Linked DNA regions of Oryctolagus cuniculus: region 1 is linked to region 2. Evidence: chromatin contacts called from public Micro-C data. All regions are on one chromosome and are shown on one strand. The core of a region is the stretch at or near the end of the contact, and the rest is flanking DNA. Distances in the headings are between cores, read along the strand shown.

The links. Hi-C and Micro-C count contacts between places; a contact is called where the count stands out from the background.
Region 1: a contact with region 2 is called in a Micro-C map of ear pinna, with 5 times the contacts expected there. The contact joins the promoter of BTG3 here to the promoter of C4H21orf91 in region 2. A contact is called at or near these places in 2 of 6 Hi-C or Micro-C datasets (ear pinna and psoas muscle).

Annotation. Positions count from the first base shown.
Region 1 is chr4:29,389,607-29,394,788 of mOryCun1.1, forward strand. It overlaps BTG3 (BTG anti-proliferation factor 3), which reads left to right and starts at 3,884. Exons shown (of 5, transcript XM_002716768.5): 1 at 3,884-4,020.
Region 2 is chr4:29,121,816-29,127,188 of mOryCun1.1, forward strand. It overlaps C4H21orf91 (chromosome 4 C21orf91 homolog), which reads left to right and starts at 4,041. Exons shown (of 5, transcript XM_008267139.4): 1 at 4,041-4,410; 2 at 5,349-5,373. The coding sequence starts at 4,145.

The sequences.
Region 1 (5,182 bases), core at 2,634-5,133, 270 kb after region 2:
CAGTTATTTCTATAAAAAGCAATTATTTCTGTATCTTTTGCTAACTGAATATACCTATGTTATTAATTTTGTATACTAAATAAACATAGGATCCTATGTCTTATTCACTACTATAAGTCAGTTTCTCTGCTGGTTTGGAGAACAGAAGTACTGCCAAAGGAACCCAGCAACAATGGCACCTCTCCTGCCAAGTAGTAAATTTTATACCAGGGACTTTTCTTTAAAAAAAATCATTTATTTATTTGAGAGGCAGAGTTAGAGAGAGAAGGATAGATGGAGAGAGAGAGAGAGAGAGAGAGAGAGAGAGAGAGATTGATTTTCCATCTGCTGGTGCACTCCCCAAATGGCTGCAACAACTGGGGCTGGGCCAGGACAAAGCCAGGAGCTTCTTCTGGGTTTCCCAGGTGCAGGGGCCCAAGGACTTGGGCCATCCCCCACTGCTTTTCAAGGCACATTAGCAAGTAGCTGGATCAGAAGTGGAGCACCCAGGACTAGAATCAGTGCTCATATGAGATGCTATAGCGCTGGCCCCTACACTAGGTGTCCCTAAAATGAAGCTACACCTGAACCCAACGTGTATAGCCTACTTAAGCATTTTGGCCTATACATTATCCTAACCTAATTCACACAAATCCTTGCAAGTTGCCAATAAAGAACTGGAGAAGTTTGATAGAAACATTTCCTTCTGGAAAAATTCGATCATGTTCAGGATGCACTCAGGGCATGAAAGTTTCAACAGTTAATGTAACTCAAAATAAATAAGAGAGCGGTATGCCCAATTTCCGTTGCCTCATTCATCAAAACAGTTTGTGTTCTGACTTTGGGAAGTCAGCTTTGCTGTATGATCTAATGGAAAAAATAATGAAGGTTTCAAATTTTCTTTAGGTTTATATATTTTTTAAAGATTTATTTGGAAGGCAGTATTACAGACAGATGGGGGTAGAGGAGGAAAGAGAGGGAGGGAGGGAGGGAGGGAGGGAGGGAGAGAGTCTTCCATCTGCTAGTTTACTCCACAAGTGGCCAGCAATGGCTGGAGCTGGGCTAGGCTGAAGTCAGGAGCCTAGAACTCCATCTGAGTCTCCTACATGAGTGGCAGGTGCCCAAGTATTTGGGCCATTTTCCACTGGTTTCCCAGATGCTGGTTCTGAAGTGGGGCAAGTAGGACTCAAATCAGTGCTCATATGAGATGCTGGCATCACAAGCCCTGAGATCCCACTCGCTGGACTTCCAATTGCCAACATCTGCTCTTTTCCCTGACATTACATAACATTAAAGAACCCTCTCTGTCCACTATAAAAGTGATTGTTTTGTAGTCAGATTCAAACTTGACAAGTAGATTGAGAAGATGGTATCTGAGACAGTTTTTTTTTTTAATACTGAACTACTCAAGCTCACAGGAATAACAGATTCTAAAGAGTTCTACAGTTATTTAGTGGAAATAAGATCCTGAAAGCTATTTACAGATTTTGTTGGTTGAGTGTGAGTCATGTTCTCTGTGACTTAGGGATATAACCATGGGATGTGTAAAGTCCCAGGCCTATCAGAGTGGTTTATTAAAAAAAAAGAACAACAACACTTATGCTGAAAGGAAACTCTACCCATTAATACACAATGTTAGTGGACATTAAAAGCTTGAAAGAGAAATACATGTTAATATGTAGTTATATCAGTAATGTTCCTGTCTGGACTGGTAACAGAATACTATAGACTGGGCGGCTTAAACAACAGAAATATTCCTTACAGTTCTGGAGCCTCAAAGTTCAAAACCAAGGTATCTGCAGATCCCATGGCTGGTGAGGCTTCCAAATTTGTTGTCTGTCTTCTTGTATCCTCACTTGACAGAGCAGAAAGAGTGATCATTTCTCTCTGTCTCTTCTTACAATGGGGGTAATCTCATTCATGAGGCACAGCCGTCACTATTCATCACCTTCTAAAGGTCTCATATCCAAATGTCATCATTTTGGTGATTTTGTGTTCAACATATGAATTTGGGGGAACACATCAGTCCATAGCAGCTCCCATCTCCCAGCCGCTGAAGAGAAGCACTGCCTTGCTATACCAATTCTTTTGGGATTTTCTGATTCCAGTTTAGGAGAAAAGAGCTGGGACAAAAGATCTGAAGCACACAGTCATGCCTGAAGAAGAGTAAGGAAAGAGGCATAAACACAGCTACTGTGTGTGAGACAAAGTGGATGAGAGAGCAATGAGAAGTGGTAAAGATATATTTTTTCTTATGTACAGTGTGTTTCACAAGGACCACCTAACAAAATTTTTCACATTTAGGTTTCAATTTCTTGCCTGTGTTTAACATGACACTTCAAACACTGGATCTGAGAGTCACTGATTTATAAATATTACACAAAATATTAATTCCAAGTATAGACATTTCTGGAGAAATGACGAGTATTTATAAAGCTGCAGAGTGAAACTTCAACCAGATAATTATGCGTTGAAAATGAAAACACCCTCTCATCTCCAAGAATAGTCCAAGACATAAATATCAGTATTTTCTTTAAATTGTCCAGCAAGTAGCCCCATCCCTAGTATTTTTTTTTTTCAATTATACAAATATTTATTTTACTGGTTTGGAGATTGTATGTTTATAACTGTTAAAAACAAAAACTGTCTTGAACTGACAAGAAGCTATAGCACCGTCAGTAATAAAAATGTAGAACATTCATAAAACTTTTCAGGTCACATGGGCAGTAAGGAATGTGGCCAGTATGCAACTTGAATAATTAGCTTTTCAATAATTTACAACACATTTTAGAGCCTTTCTTCGATTAAAAAGTAGCGATATTTTGTAATTAACTGAATACAATAGTCTGGCTTAAACAACGAACACGGTTCTGGAAGCCGGAGTTCAAGATCAAGGTGCCAATCCGATGTTTAATGCATTAAAGTGCTTTCACAAAACTAATACCATGGTGCCAATTCAATATAAAAGGCTGGGAAGCTGTTCCTTCTTTTCTCCACGAAGTTAATGGTCCTGTTCCATATTTGTATTTGCTCAAGGATTAAGCTTTGCATCTGGGAAGTCCTTGAGTGGAAGTGTTTCAGAAATGGAACGCCAGGACTCAAGGCTTCATTCACTGGGCTGCCATCCCCGGAGCCTCTCCTCTGGGTAAGACTTGGTAGCCAGTGCCAGGTCGGGAAACAGCCCGCCACGGGAGGCAGTCCCGGCTCCGAGGGAGCGCCCGCAGCCAGGGAAGGGCGCAACGAAGAGTTCCAAACAAACTACCTAGAACACAGGCGGGCGACTGCACGGTGGACGCGGCGCTAATTACCACAGCACGAAGGCTAGGGCTCCTTCCCCTTCCTGTCTGGTCCGTGCCTCGCTGCGAAGCCCAGGTCTGGAGCCCAGGTCTAGAACTCGCCCTCCCGGCCAGAGGTTTCGGGACGCAGCGCGCCAAGGAGAGCCCACAGGGCGGGAGCAGAAGCAGGGGCAACCTAGGGGGTACGGCCCTCGCGACCCCCTGAAGTGCTGGAAGGTGCTGCAGCAGGTGGGGCAGCCGGGCGAGGGCCACGGGGCCCGCAGCGCCGCTCTCTGGCGTAAAGGGAAACCACTCGCGCAGAGGACCTCGAGTCCGAGGGTCTGCGCGCGGCGCGTGTCCCCGCCGAAGGTACCTCGCGCGCGGCCCGCGGCTCCGGGCGGGCTCGCGGCTAGGCCCCGCCCCTTGCTCCTCCCCCACCCCTCCCGCGGGGCGCGCCAGCCGGTCCCACGCGGCGCCAACCCTTTCCCGGGTCATCGCCCCTCCCCTCTTCCGGGCCGCGAGCCCCCCGCGCGCCGCCTCAGGACCGCGCTCGCTCGTGCGCGCGCTCTCCCGCCGGCCCGCCAGCCAGTTCTCTCAGCGCGCGCCTGGCCGCCCGACGACGCGGGAGCTGCACGCGCCGGACGAGGCTCTCTGAGCTCCCTGTCGCCGAGCGCGGGCCATCTGAGGCGGCTCCCTCGGTTCCTTGGCCGGACACGGTCCAAGCAGACGCATCTGCGAGCCCAGAGCGGCGGCGGCGGCGGCGGCGGTGAGGAGACGGGATTGGGGGTCGGAGGACATGGCGGGGCTGAGGGCATCGCGGGGGAGGGTGGTCCGGGCGTGCCAGAGGCCACGTCGAGGCTCGCCGAGGAAAGGGGAGCGGGGCGGGATCGAACCGGAGTCCCGGGGCTCCGGCCCGGCGCCAAGCCGAGGCTGAGGAGGTCGCCCGCGAGGATGGCGGCGGGACCCGCGGCGGGCCGCCGAGGGGCAGACGCCGCCCCGAGGCTCCTGCCACGTTTCCACCGCGCGTTCCCTTCCGCCTCAGGGTGGGCGACAGACCTGCGCCTTTTCCCTTTCCGCCAGACCCCTTGGCGTTGCTGTGTTTTCCGGAACCCTGGACCCCGCTTGCTTTTCAGGAGGGTCGCGCCTCAGGGGAGCCCCGATCGTCGAACCCGGCCGGGGCCCGCCGGGGTTGTTGTGTGGGGAGGAGGCAGGGAACTGGACTCCCCGTGGCCCCTCGCCCCTGAACTTGGGGGAGAACCGCGATTGCAGAAGTTGGGCGCAGCTCGCCGGCCCTTCTTTCCTCAGGAGTGGGTGGAGATGTGTGATGCCTGCTCACCTCGCTCCCTTCAGACCCCAGCGGGAGGGCTTAGCAGCAGCTTTTGAAGGCTTCACAAAGTCAGACTCCCGGCCCCTTGGAAAATTCTGGAGCCCGCCTTGTAGCGCTGAGGCTGGTCAAGGGCTCCTCACCGGCGCGGGCCATGCCCCCCGCTCCCTCAGCCTTGGGGACGTCCAGCATGAGAAGCACTCGGCTCTGGAAGCGGTTGCCATTGTCTTGTCCGTATGAGGGAGGGAAAAGTACAAAGTTATACAATCCTGGAAAGCCCGGCTTGGTTTTCCTTTGGGTTTTCTCCACGCAGGGGAGCTTGTGGAACAAAGTAGAACTTGAGGAGCCGCCGCCGCCGCGGTGACGACGTCCCAGGATGACGTCATCGTACAATATTTAAAATGGGAGCTTTTTGCTGTGAGTGTGGGTGGAGGGATTGCGGCCAGTTACTCTAAATCAAGATGTCTAATGTCTTCTTGGCTCCGCTTGCTTCAGGTTGACCTCTGGCTTTTTAACGCTTCCTCTTTTATTTTTTGATATCCTGGAATACTGGTGGGGCTGGGTTTATTTTTCAGCTTTCCCAGTCATCATTCTTGCAAACAGA
Region 2 (5,373 bases), core at 2,791-5,290:
AGTTTCCTGGAAGGAAAAATAAACAAAGACAAATATAATCAAATTGTCAAGAACTGTAATAAAGGGGAAATCTTAAAGTAGACGAAGACATAAACATGGGGAAACAAAGAACTATTACTGTCTTCCCATCAGAAGCAAGCCAAGTCCAAAATACATGTGACATCTTTGAAAGGCTGTGGAGTGGCTGGTATTGTGGCACAGCAGGTTAAGCCCTGATGCTAGCACCCCATATGAACACAGGATAGAACTCTCTGCTAATATGCCTACGAAAGGAACAGAAGACAGCCCAAGTGCTTGGACCCCTGCTACCCACATTGGAAACCCAAAAGGGATTTCAGGCTAGGCCAGCGACCCCCACCCATCATTGCACAGCCATTTGGGGAGTGAACCAGCACATGGAAGATCTCTCTCTGTGTGTCTCTGCCTTTCTCTGAAACTCCACTTTTCAAGTAAATAAATAAATCTTTAGAAAAAAAATGCTGTAAGGAAAAAAGGATATCCTCCTAGAATTCTACAATGGTACTTCAAAACATTCATGGAAATACGGAATTAAAAGATAAATTTACTATGGTGCAAAAAATACTTCGAATTTAAAGCACAGTTAATTTGTTTTTTATAACATGCATTTTCCATGAACTTTATTAAGGCCCCTCATAGATCTACACAGTGCAGCCTTCAGAAATGAAAGTGAAGTACTTTCTCAGAGGAACAGAAGCTGGAAGAAATTGTCACCTGCAGAGGTACACTACAATAAATGATAAAACAAGTTCTTCAAATGAAGGAAAGTGAAAGCAGATAAAAATCTGGATATGCACAAAGAAATGAGGAACACATGCATTAATAAAAAAGATATTTTCTTTTCATATTTGCTCAAAAGATAGCTGATTAATGAAAAATAATAACGTATTTGGAGTCTGAATATGGTAATTATGCAAACAGAGTAAACAGAAATATATTATTATAAGTCTCTTACATTTTACATGAAGTATTATTTACATGTAAATATTATCAAAGTGTTATTTATAAGCATTATTAAATACAGATCTAGTAAACCCTAGAGCAATCTAAAAATAAATGGATACATACATATGTACATACCTATATACACATAAAGTGTAGCTAATAAAGTAGATATAATGAGACAAAAATACAAAAAAAATAAATAAAGTATTTAAAGAGGAAATAAAACGATAAATGGAATAAGAACATATAGCACAAAAAGCAAGATGATGGATTTAAATCCAATGACAGTGATGATTATATTAAGCATAAATGGGTTAGATGTGCCAATTAAAAGACAGATTTCCAGACTGAATTTAAAACACAAAATACTACTGCTATATATTATGTGTGTGTGTGTGTGTGTGTGTATGTGTGAGATTCTGAAACTTCAGGGAAATTGGATTAAAAGACAAGTCTATTTTGATGCAAAAATTTGAAATCATTATCATTTTTTTCATAATACACCTTTTCTGTGAACTTTTTGACCCACAAGGGGTCAAAATAAAAAGAAGAGAAATACCAATCATAAAACTTAGAGTGTGTCTATATTAATATCAGAGAAAGTAGGTTTCAGGAGAAGAAATATTACAAAATATAGGTTTTTCCATGAGAAAAAGGTGAATTCATCAAGAAGACCTTAATAATCCTAAATATGTAAATAGCATCTTAGTTCATTCTGGCCACTGTAGACAAATTCCTTAGATGGGAAAATTTATAAACAACACAAATTTATTGTCCACACAATTCTGGAGGATGGAAAGCCCACAAGAAGGGCATGAGCAGATTCAGTGTCTGGTTACGGGCGGGCTCTCTGTTTCTTGATGGCACTTTGTTGCCACACGACAGAAGGTGCACAGTAGCTCCCTCAAGCCTCTTTTAGAAGGGTACTAATCTCAGCCTTAATGGCCTAATCACCTCTGAGGATTTCTCTTCCTGTTACTACCAGCTTGAGGATTAACATTTCAGTACCTGAATTTTGAGGGCACAAACATTCAGAATACAGCAAATGGTTTGAAACCCACCCTGGAAGACAGTTTGGCAGTTTCTTTCAAAATTAAACAAATACTTACCATATGATCTAACAATTCCATTTTAGGTATTTACAAAAGAGAAAGATATCAGTATACAAAAAGATGTGTAAATGAATGTTCACAGCAGTTCTAGTTGAAAATCTAGAAAACAATTAGTCTCCACCAGCAAGTAAACAGAGAAACAAATTGTAAAACCGTAAAATTACTGTTATAAAACATCAATATGAATCTTAAAAACATGCTGAAAGGATGTCAATTACAAAAGAACGCATACATTAATTCTGTGTATATGTACTTTTAGAACAGGTAAAACTAACCTTTAGTGATATAAACTACACTAGAAGTTAGGGAAGTTTATCTGGGAAGGGGCATCAATAAGATTTGAGGATTGTGAAAATATTCTATATCTTGGTTGGGTTGGTCCTTATATAAGTGCATACATTTGTTAAAACTCATTGATCTGTGCTTTTAAAATGAGAAAGTTTTCTATAAATTATACCTTGAGGCATTGATTTAAAAAACAATGGGAGGGGTGGTGATGTGGCCTAGTTGATTAGGCCACAGTCTGTAGCCCACATTGATGCCAGTTGGAATCCTGGTTGCTCCACTTCTGATCCAGCACCTTGCTAACGTGCTTGGGAAAGCAGTGGAAGATGGCCCAAGACCCTGGGCCCCTGAACCCAGATGGAGTTCCTGGCTCCTGGCTTCGACTTGGCACAGTCCTAGCTGTTGCAGTCACTTGGGGAGAGAACCAGTGGATGGAAGATCTGTTTCTCTCTCCCCGCCCCATCCCTCCTACCCCCACCAACTGTACCTTTCAAATAAATAAATAAATCTAAAAAAAACAAAAAGGAGAGTTTCAAAGAATACAAATAAAATGTGTAAAATGCCACAATAAATAATTCTGACCATTTAAAAGGCAAGGAAATCATTAGTGATTCTAGAAAGCACGTTTTATGGAAAAGATGGGTAGAATCCAAGATGCTACATGTTTTAGTCATATATACCTAGAACGAGAAATCCATGTAGAAAAACAGACTTTTCTACCTCAGTTAGTGCATCTCAAATGTTAATGTGCATAGGAGTCACTTGTTAACTGCAGGTTCTGAGGCAATCTTGAAACCGACCTGAGGTTGTACATTTCTGAGAGTTTCAGGTGACGTCACTGTTGCTGGCCCATCTACCACACTTTTTTTTTTAAGTAGCAAGAACACAAATCACTCTTTGGGGACATCCATGGTGTACATCAAGTGACAATCTGACTCAGAATTTCAAAGATATAGAATCCACTCCTACCATTAGTTCAGAATACTATCCTGTAGACTGACAACCCAACCCCTTTTCTATTTGTGACTGTAACCAGAACAGGTGCTTTCAATGGGATGGAAAATAACAGTGATCTTTTCGTCAGGCGCCTTTGGTTCAAGCCCCAGATCTGTTTGTCACCAACCGTGACAACTCGGGGCAGTCCGTCCTAGCTTGCAAAACGACAGAACAGTTCCCGTTTCTCCTCTCTAGCCTGTAGTGAGGATCACAATAGGCAACGTAAGCGAAAGTACTGCGTAAACTGTCACCGAGACAGCGACAGACACAAAAATTCCGATAGATGGAGATAGAATGGCTTAAGAAGTGAGGCAAAGAGTTTAAGAGAGGAGTGGACCTAAAAATAAGAAGTGTGACTCCAGCATTATACCTCGGGCGTGCAAGGAATGTACCATACGTGGGGGAAGGGCACCCCCTTTTTTTAAAAAAAAGTCCGTATTAAAAAAAAATGCAGCTTCTGTATTTTAAAGTATGCCGAAATCAGGACACCTGGCACACGAACTTTTCCCTCATGATACAGGTCAACTGGCACCCACCTGGAAGTTCAGTGATAGTATTTTGCCTCAGTCTCCTGATTTCCAAGCAAGCCCTACCCACGCGTCTCTGCCCCTTTCTCGCACCCACCCGTCACTTTCCGGCTCCCGCCCCGCGGCGGCCCCCTCCCCTGGCGGGAGTTTCCACTACGCCGAAAGAGGAGGCGGTAACGGGCTCATCCATGTTCGCGCTGAGGGGAGGGGGGGCTGTGAGGAGCTGCGGGCCACAGACCGGTAAGAGACCCAGGCAAGACGATGGGAACCACACCAGAATCGGAAGGCACGGTGCGACGTAAACGAAAGCGGTTACGGAGCGGCTCCGCAGCCTCCGAGAGACCGGGCAACTTTGCACTCGGCTGCGCTACCCTCCCCGAAGCCTTCACGGGATGGCGCCGGCGGGAGAGGGCGGGGCCAGGCGCGCGGCGGCGGCCTCTGCTGCTGCCGCCTCCGCTGCGGCCGGAAACAATAGTGGAGGAGCCCGAGCCGCTCGGAAGGGCTGCGGCGGCCGGCGGAGCCGGACGGTAAAGACCCCGCACTCGGACCCCCGCCCCGCCTGCGTCCAGCCCTCGTTCCGCCCCGTGGCCCCGCCTCTGTGGACTTCTGAGCCCGGCTGCCCCTCGTGGTCGTGGCGCTCAGAGTGCCCCGACGGACGGACTGACGGACGCGGTTCTGAGGCAGGAGCGCGACCCTAACGCCGGAGACCGGGCGAGTACCCGCTCCCCGAAACGCTGCGGCCGGACGGACCGGCCGCCGGGACTCCTCGGACGCCTGCCTGTGTGGGAGAAAGCCCAGGGCTAGGGGATGCGGCGCTCCCGCCGTTCGGGCTCGCGCACCTCGCGACTCACACCGCCCCGGACCGTGGAGCCGTCGCTCGGTCTTGGGTGCGGGTGCCTTGGACGGGATCGGGCCACTCTCCCGGGATGTTGGCGTTTCCACGTGCTTTTTTCCGGCCGCGACCTCGGCTAGGAAGCCTAGCGACGTGGAGGCAGGGAAACGCACCTAAGGTTCCCATCATGAAGTTAGCAAAGCAGTGTCCCCAGCAAGTCGTCTCCCCCGGGTATAACAGCGTTAAATTGGTTGACCCAATCAGCAGCTGAAAAGGCCTAGCTGCTAATCTCCCTTCTGTGCCACAAAGTCTGTATCGGGGGCGGAGGAGGAGGAGGACTAGGACTTGCAAACCTCTTGCTGTCCAGTTCCCGAGACCAGATGAAATACGCGACCAAAAAGAGAGTGAGTCTAGACCTGGGCATAGAGTGACCTCTAGCCAGGCTTTAAAGTTTACTCCTCTGTCTTTCCACAGTAAAAGTAGGATGTTGAAGTGCAAGTATGGCGATGCCGGTGTCGTGGGGCCATCGCTTTACAGAGACAGAACAGCATCCTCGTTTCCTAGAAGTTCTCAGTATTGCCCGTTGTAAGAAATTCTTGGAATTACATAACTTTCTTTTCTGTTTCCCAACAGGGGCACTATGAACGAAGAGGAGCAG